3 separate regions of the Sus scrofa genome follow, and regions 2 and 3 are each linked to region 1. A link is a contact called in public Hi-C and promoter capture Hi-C data. All regions are on one chromosome and are shown on one strand. The core of a region is the stretch at or near the end of the contact, and the rest is flanking DNA. Distances in the headings are between cores, read along the strand shown.

The links. Promoter capture Hi-C pulls out the DNA fragments that hold promoters and counts their contacts. A called contact is a pair of places that touch in the nucleus more often than the background predicts.
Region 2: a Hi-C map of epiblast stem cells shows a contact between it and region 1, with 2.9 times the contacts expected there. The contact joins the promoter of PLIN4 here to the promoter of SHD in region 1. A contact is called at or near these places in 3 of 47 Hi-C or Micro-C datasets (epiblast stem cells, fetal liver and heart right ventricle).
Region 3: a promoter capture Hi-C map of fetal liver shows a contact between it and region 1, with 2.2 times the contacts expected there. The contact joins the promoter of UBXN6 here to the promoter of SHD in region 1. A contact is called at or near these places in 1 of 5 promoter capture datasets (fetal liver) and 1 of 47 Hi-C or Micro-C datasets (liver).

The regions. Positions count from the first base shown.
Region 1 is chr2:74,505,543-74,508,289 of Sscrofa11.1, reverse strand. It overlaps SHD (SH2 domain-containing adapter protein D), which reads left to right and starts at 1,435. Exons shown (of 6, transcript XM_003123062.5): 1 at 1,435-2,747. CCDC94 (coiled-coil domain-containing protein 94) reads left to right here. Exons shown (of 8, transcript XM_013994769.2): 8 at 1-460.
Region 2 is chr2:74,317,199-74,319,945 of Sscrofa11.1, reverse strand. PLIN4 (perilipin-4) reads right to left here and starts at 1,322. Exons shown (of 8, transcript XM_021084054.1): 1 at 1,213-1,322; 2 at 1,022-1,089; 3 at 366-513. The coding sequence starts at 1,072.
Region 3 is chr2:74,356,102-74,358,848 of Sscrofa11.1, reverse strand. It overlaps UBXN6 (UBX domain-containing protein 6), which reads right to left and starts at 1,327. Exons shown (of 11, transcript XM_003123069.4): 1 at 1,207-1,327. HDGFL2 (hepatoma-derived growth factor-related protein 2) reads left to right here and starts at 1,812. Exons shown (of 16, transcript XM_005661325.3): 1 at 1,812-1,982. The coding sequence starts at 1,911.

The DNA of each region.
Region 1 (2,747 bases), core at 186-2,685:
TGTGTCTTCCCAGTTAGTTGAGGGCCCTGGAAGGCAGGATCACGTCTCCTCCATTAGACCAGGAGCCCCTGAAGGCGAGCAGGTATTTCCTCCATCTGACTGGGTACTTCAAAGAGCAGGGTCGCACCTCTGCTATCAGACTGGAAGCCCTTTAAGTCAGAGCCATGGCTCCTCCATCAGACTGGGGCTTCTGAGAGCAAGACCATGTCTCTGTCAGACTATGAGCGAAGAAAGGCAGGACTGTGTCCAGGAGCTTCTGAAGGCAGGGCCACGTCTCCATCAGATTGGGAATTTTTAGACCCCGCCGCGGGTCGTACCCACCTGGTCCCCTACTGTCCTGATGCCTTGGCTCCCATCCCTCTTGCAGACACAGGGATCTTCAAAACAAGAGAAGACAGGAGTTCCTGTCGTGACTCAGTGGTTAACGAATCCAACTAGGAACCATGAGGTTGCGGATTCGATCCCTGGCCTCTCAGTGGGTTAAGGATCTGGCGTTGCCATGAGCTATGGTGTAGGTTGCAGACGCGTTGCTGTGGCTCTGGCGTAGGCAGGCAGCTACAGCTCTGATTCCACCCCTAGCCTGGGAACCTCCGTATGCCGAGGGAAGTGACCCTAGAAAAGGCAAAAAGACCAAAAAAAAAAAAAAAAAAAAAAGAGAGAAGACAGGCACAGTTCCCAGCCAGGGACCTCCTCTGGCTACTTCCTGAGGTCCCATCCACTCTAAGCATATATTGTGCACCTATTGTGTGCCATACAAGAAAATACTATTATTCAGCCCTAAAAAGTGACGAAACACTCACTGACACGCTACAATTTGGATGAACATTGAAAACGTGATGCTCAGTGAGAGAAGCCAGGCAGAAAAGGTCACATAGTATGTAATTCCATTGATATGAAAGGTCCAGAACAGGCACATCCACAGAGACAGGGAATGGGCTCTTGGTTGCCAGGGGCTGGAGATTTGGCAAGAACGGGAAGTGACTGTTCTTTGGGTACGGGGTTTCTTTGTGGGGGGATGAAGGTGTTCTGGAATTAGTGATGGTTGCATAATCTTACGAACATACTAAAACCCACTGAAATGTGCATTTTAATTGGGTAAGTTATGGAGTGTGTGACTTATATCTTAAAAAAAAAAAAAATTTTAGAAGCACCAAAAACAGTGCCAGGCAGTGGGCTCTTGACCGAGAGTAGCTATTGTTCTCCCATTTCACAGGTGAGAAGGCAAACCAGGTCATTTACCCAAGGTCAGGTGGGCTGAGTTCCCATAGTGGCTGAGCAGTTAGCAAACCCGACTGGCATCCATGAGGACGCCGGTTTGATCCCTGGCCTCGCTTAGTGGGTTAAGGATCTGGCATTGTCGTGCGCTGTGGTGTAGGTCGTAGATGTGGCTTGGATCCTGTGTTGCTGTGGCTGTGGTGTAGGCTGGCAGCTCTATCTCCTATTTGACCCCTGGCCTGGGAACCTCCATATGCCGTAGGTGTGGCCCTAAAAAGAGAAAAAAAAAACAAAAAATAAACCTGTCTCTCAGACCATGAGTTCTGGGGGAAGGCAGGTCCCCTCAGCCCAGACCCCCCCAGACCACGCACCTCCTTCCCCTTATCCATGCAATACTGGCAACCTGGCTTCACTCCCTTGCTCCCTCTCCCCTGATGGGAAATCCAAAGCCCAAGGGGTTAGGTGACTCTTCAAGGTCACAGCACCACGGAGTCTCTGGACCCCCAGCTCACTCCCCTCCTCGTCCACCACCTCCTGTCCCTCCCACTCCCTGCTCCTGGAGTAGAGTGGGGGCAGCCCCAGGAGAAGCCAGCTCAAAAGCACAGGAAAGTCAAACGCCCATTTGATTCTGCCTCCGGGGCCTCTAATTGCTATTCCTGACACACACTGTAATTAGAAGGCCCCTTTCAAATATTTATACCTTAGACGTCGCGTATTTATCTGACAGGGAGAGGACTTGGATTTGATGAGATCTGTCAACAGCTCATCCTCGAGCAGGGAATTGCCTTGCAGCTGACAGAAAACAGGACAATTACCCACTGTGCTCCCTGGCAGTCCCCAGGGATGCTGCTGCCTGTCGCTGATTGCAGAGGGCGGGGTGGGGTGGGGGGCTGTGTGAAGGCTCTTCTGGAGGGAGGATCGAGTTCAACAGGTTCGTGTTGGGCAGCTCATCCAAAGCAGAAGAGGGGTGGGGAGGTGGGGGCACGTACGAATGAGGAGCCTTGTTTTGTCAGCTCCGGGCCTCAGTTTCTCTATCTGGAAAATGGGGCTAACAGTGGAGGGGAGATGGAGAACCTCCAACTCCGTGAAGAGACCTGGTGGGTGTCAAACGCCACTCCAAGTCAGGCCATATCATGGCATCCAGTCAGAAATGAGCTGCGGGGTGTCCCTCCCCCTCTGTGCCTCCATTTCCCCAAGGGGAAAAAACAAGTCACTCCCTCCTGGCGATCCTTCCTCGAGCTTTCTGGGGTTTTCCTGTTAGAAGCCCATTTTTCAAATCAGGAAAGCAAAGCGCTTTCATGGCCCCCAGCCCCACTATTCCTGGGGTGGAGTCAGCTCTGACTTGCACTCCAAGCCACAGGCACCTACCCACCTCAGGGGGCCTGGAGAAGGGAATCTGGGGTCCAGTCCTTCCTGACCACCCATCTTACTCCTCTATTAGGGGGAACTGAGCAAGCCACCTTATGGAAAAAGAGAAAATGTGTTTGCTCTGGAACTGGCCAAGGTTCCCTTTGCTTCTCTCACTGCCCCCA
Region 2 (2,747 bases), core at 73-2,572, 190 kb after region 1:
GTGTGACCCTAGGGAAGCCACTGCTCCTCTCTGAAACCAAGATCAAAATCTTTGATGAACTTAGACATGCAGAATGCCCAGTCCCTGGTCCTCTGGGCATCTGAAACGAGGTGAGGGAAGGTGGAGGAGGGGTTGAGAATGCGGGAGGAGGCGTTGCCGCGTCCACACCCCCAGGCTTGCTGGCTGTACTGCCTTGGGCCACTCACCTTCCTTGTTTATACCTCGGTTCCCTCTGGCACTAAAGGAGTGTGCCAGCCTTGTAGGGTCTCTTGAGATGCCGCAGGTGCTTACAAAGTGTTCCCAAGAAGTCCCAGTGCTGGGGTCCACCCCCAGAGCCCCTGCCTCCCATGGAGCTGGCCACTCACCCTGAGCCTGGGGCTGGGTGGCCTCAGGGGCTGGAGCGCCTGCGGTATCGGCGGCTGGCCGAGCCTCTCTCGCTGAGCTGTGGGCGTTGGCCACTAGGTTCCGGGCAGAACTGAAGCCAGGCAGGGACCCAAAGAAGCTGCTCAGGGTCTGCATGGGGTAGGGGACAACGTGAGTAGGGCCAGGCTGTGGCGGAGGCAGCATGAGGGGAGCATCAGATGGGCCTGGCTTCCCAAACCGCCTTGGGCCCTTGCTCCGGAGTGACCTCAGGAAAGCATCCCAGCCCCTCTGGGCCTCGGTTTCCTCACCTGGGCAATGGGCAGATTCAGCCTGCCTCCCGTGGACATAGGAAAAAACTCATCCTCTGAATCTCCAAAGACCTGTTCCTTCCACGGCCCATGTTTTACAAATGGGGAAACTGAGGCCCAGGGAGGGGCTGAGGTAACCCAGCGGTGGGGGGAAGCTGAGGTTTGCTTCATCCCCCCACCCCCACCCTCCGGCTTGGGACGGGAAGGAAGATTGGCCCCATGGCCCTCAGAGCCCTCCCACCCCACCCAGGAAGCCCCTCCAGCCCCCAGGATGTGGAGGTCACCTTTCTATGGATCTGGGGGCTCTCCAGGCCCCATCTGGAGTCTTTCCTTCCCAAGCCTGCCCTCACCTTGCCCTTGGGTTTGGGGGCCTCCCGGCCTCCTTCTTCTTGTGCAGACATGGTAATCCTCTAAGTGGCTGGAAGGAGGCAGAGAGGGTGTGTGAACAGGGGCTCCTGGGCCTCCTGCCCCCACCCCTAACCCCAAGCAGTCCCCTGAAACCCACCTGCCTGCAGGCTAGTCTCACCCCGACAATGCTCACCTGGACCGTGTGAGGGTCTCCTGGAGTGACGAGTGGCGCAGCTGGCAGCTGGCTTTGCTCTCAGCTCCCTGGCCTTATAGGGTCTGGGGCGGTGCAGGCTTGGCTGGCAGAGGCAGGCAGCCAGTGGGCCGGGGGAGGGCCCTGGACAGTCACGTGCTTGCCTGCCAGGCCCGGCGTGGGCCCTGGGCCCAGCACCTTTCCCCTGCTCTCAGCACTGAGCAGCCTCTGCCCGTGGCACCTGCCCTAACCAGGCTGAATGATTCATGGGCAATCCTCTACCCCCAAGGCACAGCCCACATACTCTCTTGGCCTCTGTGATAGGCATGGTTCTTATCTCCACTCTGCCCTCCCTCCTTCTCTCCCCCTCACTCACTGTGCTTTGGCCACACAGGCCTCCTCTCTGTTCCTCCAAATCTCCAGGCCTGGAGCTGCCGCAGGGCCTTTGCACCTGCTGTTCCCTCTGTTGTTCCTCCCCCCACACACACACAGCCTCCTCCCACACCTCCACCAGGTCCATCTTTTGTTCCCTTTTATGTCCCCAGCCATAGAACAATCCCTGGCACTCAGTTGGTACTTAATAAATGTTTGGCTAAATGGACCATAGGGTGATTGTGAGCGTGAAATAAGGTCAAGCATGTGCCCTGTTTACCCCAGTGTTTGGTACCCAGCAGGTGCTCAACAAATAGCAGCTTAGCACTGCCCAGGCAGAAAGTGAGGAGCAGCATCTGTCCTGAGCAGAGAAGGGGATGTCACTTTCCTGAAGGGACCTGCCTTGAGAAAGGGCCGAAATACAGACCAAGACAGGGTACCAACAGAACTAGGGGTGCCTTAGGAATGAGATCCAGTCCTGGTGGGCTGGGGCCAACCCAGGGTGGCTTCCTGGAAGAGGTAACCAGTGCCTGACACCATAGAGCTGGGAAACAGCAGGGACAGGAATTGAACCCAGCCCCAGAGCCTGAGCCTGTGTGCCAAGCAGGCTGTCTATGGGTAGGGGTACAGGCAAGTAGAAAAATAACCAGCTGTGCCCTCCCTGAATGCCCCCAGCCTGCCCCTGGCCAGGGAGCCCAGCTATGGGCTGGTGGGGCTGACAGGACAGGAGGACAGTTGGTGGCCCTGGGCTGTAAGCCGGGAGGAGGGAGGGTCCAGCCGCTGTGATGACCCCTGGATGGTTTCCTTGGAGCTATCACTCTGTTTACCAAACAGTTGGGGAACAAAGCAGGGGTGTCTCCCGAAGTCTCTTCTCCAGCCAATGCTTCCCAAAGGTGGCGGGCAGTGGCCAGTGGGAGAGGGGTTGGGGAGGTTGGGAAACCCTGGGAGCGCCTCTCACCTCCCCACAGGGCCGCCACAGCACAGCAAGGAGGGAGAAACCCAGCAAAAATCATAAAAATGACCATAAACATCAAATCAGCTCCTGTCGTTCCTCTACCCACAGCCCTCCAGGGCTCCCACCTCCCCCAGGGTAAAAACCTAAGTCCTGGGGTTCCCACTGCGGCTCAGCGGAAATAAATCTGATTAGCATCCATGAGGACACAGGT
Region 3 (2,747 bases), core at 78-2,577, 150 kb after region 1:
TGTTTGTTTGTTTGTTTGTTTTTTGTCTTGAGGGCTGCAACCAAGGCATATGAAGCTCCCAGGCTAGGGGTAGAATCGGAGCTATAGCTGCCAGCCTACGTCAGAGCCATAGCAACACCAGATCCAAGTCGCGTCTGAGACCTACACCACAGCTCATGGCAACGCTGGATCCTTAACCCACTGAGCGAGGCCAGGGATCAAACCCACAACCTCAAGGTTCCTAGTCGGGTTGGTTTCTGCTGCGCCTCCAAGGGAACAAATAAAGTTAAAATAAAACCCAAACAGGCCATCGATATTCACAAGGCATACAATAGGATCCTTCTGCCCCAAATGCCCTTCCAGCACCCACTGGTCTAATCATCTTTGACCTCTGGTTAAACTATTTCTTCAGGAGTTCTCGTCGTGGCGCAGTGGTTAACGAATCCGACTAGGAACCATGAGGTTGCAGGTTCGGTCCCTGCCCTTGCTCAGTGGGTTAACGATCCGGCGTTGCCGTGAGCTGTGGTGTAGGTTGCAGATGCGGCTCGGATCCCGCGTTGCTGTGGCTCTAGCGTAGGCCAGTGGCTACAGCTCCGATTGGACCCCTAGCCTGGGAACCTCCATATGCCGCAGGAACGGCCCAAGAAATAGCAAAAAGACAAAAAAACAAAACAAAAAAAACCTATTTCTTCAGAGAAAAACCTATTGGTTCCCCAGGATAGGGAAAGTTTCCGCCATTACTCAGCTCTTTCTCAAGAACTCTATTTTACTTTTGAGTTATTTAGAAAGAAATGAACATTTCCTTGCCCTGCTAGACACTGAATTCTCAAAAGCAGGGTTAATAGCACTTAGTGCTTCAAGTACTTCCTACTGCCAGGCACAGTTTCCGGAGCCTTAGGGGTGGTGATGTCATTTAATCTTCACATAGGATCCCTACCATTATGAATCCCATTTTACAGATGGGGATACTGAAGCAGAGATTATAGTAATTTACAGTAACTTATCCATGGCAGTGCTCAATACATTTTTCTCCACTGAATTACTATGTATATTGCATATTTTGTGGCTCTGGCACATGGCGCTCAATAAACTTGTCCTGAGTGAAGAAATAAGTGTTTCGTGCCCTTTTTTTTGGCTATTTTTCCTCAGAACCCCCCATACCTCCCGCCTCTACCCAAGCCCCACCCTCTCAAGCCTGCAACGGCGCGTCCCTATTTTGAGTTGAACCTTGTCTCACGATATCCAATGGTGGACAGGTGCTTCAGCTCCTCCTCCTGTGATAGCCAATGCCCACTCTCTACCTTGAGCCGCTTCTCTCGTGGTATCCAATGGCCTGCAGATCTATATTAAGCCCCTCCTCAGGGTACCGGGAGGCTACCAATGACCCTCCCTTTACATTGATTGGGCCTTCTTTCCTATGATATCCAATAGCATGCTGGCTACTTAAGGCTCCTCCTCCTATGGCCGTCTAATGCCCTCCCCGCTACCCTATACCCCGCCCTAAACGACTCTGGCTGCCCGCTTCTTCACTTGCTGTCCGCCTGTTTCCCTCCTCCCACCTTTCCTCTTTCACCTCCCATAACCTCCGTCCCCTCCCATTAGGCCTCCACGTCACGCCCCCTTGCCTGTATCCGTTATCCAATCCCGTTAACTTGCTCTGCTCCAACCCCTCTTCTTATTGGTCCCCATGCTCCTCTATCCCCGCACGTGGTCCTGAGCGACGGCGTCGCCCACCCCTGATGGTCGGAGGGCGGGACTTCCGGCGGCAGACAAGCCAATAAACACGCTCCGACTCGCTAACCAGGCCGCCGCCCCCGCCCCTTCGGCGCCCTGCTCCCGCCCCCAGCTTCGCCTCCCGCTGCCGCCGCCTCCGCCGCAGCCGCTGTCGCCGCCGCTGCCGCTTCCCGCGGCCTGGGCCTCTCGCCGCCAGCATGCCGCACGCCTTCAAGCCCGGGGACTTGGTGTTCGCCAAGATGAAGGGCTACCCTCACTGGCCCGCCCGGGTGAGGCCGCGCGGGAGATTGGCCAGGCGACAGGGGGGTGGGGGGTGGGGCAGTAAGGGGCCCCAGGCCTGAGGGACCCGCGCGCCGGGGGTCTGGGAGTACCCCTCCTTGAGGAACCCGCTTGCCAGGAGTTTGGAGGCACCCAGGCCTGGGGTACTCGCGTGCCTGCAGGTTGGGGGTCCCTAGCCTGAGGGATTCTCCCGCGTGAGGTATGGGGGAACTTGGGCCTGGATGTCTGAGGGTCCCATGCCTGAGGGACGCACCTGCCGGGAGTTTTATGGGGACCTGGGCTTGAGGGGCCCGGGCGCCGGGGCTGTCGAGGGCGCTGAGATTAGGGGACCCTCTGGGGGCTCCCAGAGCCGAGGTATATGGGTTGAGGGACTTGGGGTCTCAGGGCTCAGGGTTTAAGTTTGAAGGAGGTCGGTAGCTATGACTGGAGCTGAAGAACCTTGGATTTGAGGAGAAGGCTCAAACTGATGAGAAGGAGGTGCTCTGGACCTCTTTGGGGGGGCAACAAGAAGCCAAATTCTGAGGGCCTGGGGGTCGAGGTGGGCCTAGGGTAAGGGTTCCAGTAATGGAGAAAAGTAGAAGTTCGAGGTTGAGAGATGCTCAGGAGGGTCAGGGCCGGAAATAGGGCTGGGGGCTATATTCACAAGGTCGCTGGAGCTAAGAGGACTCTGTCTGAAAATGTGGGACATCAGAGACCAGAGGTTGGAATAAGACTTGTTTGGGGGTGTCCTGGAGACTAGGTGTCTTGTGAGGAGG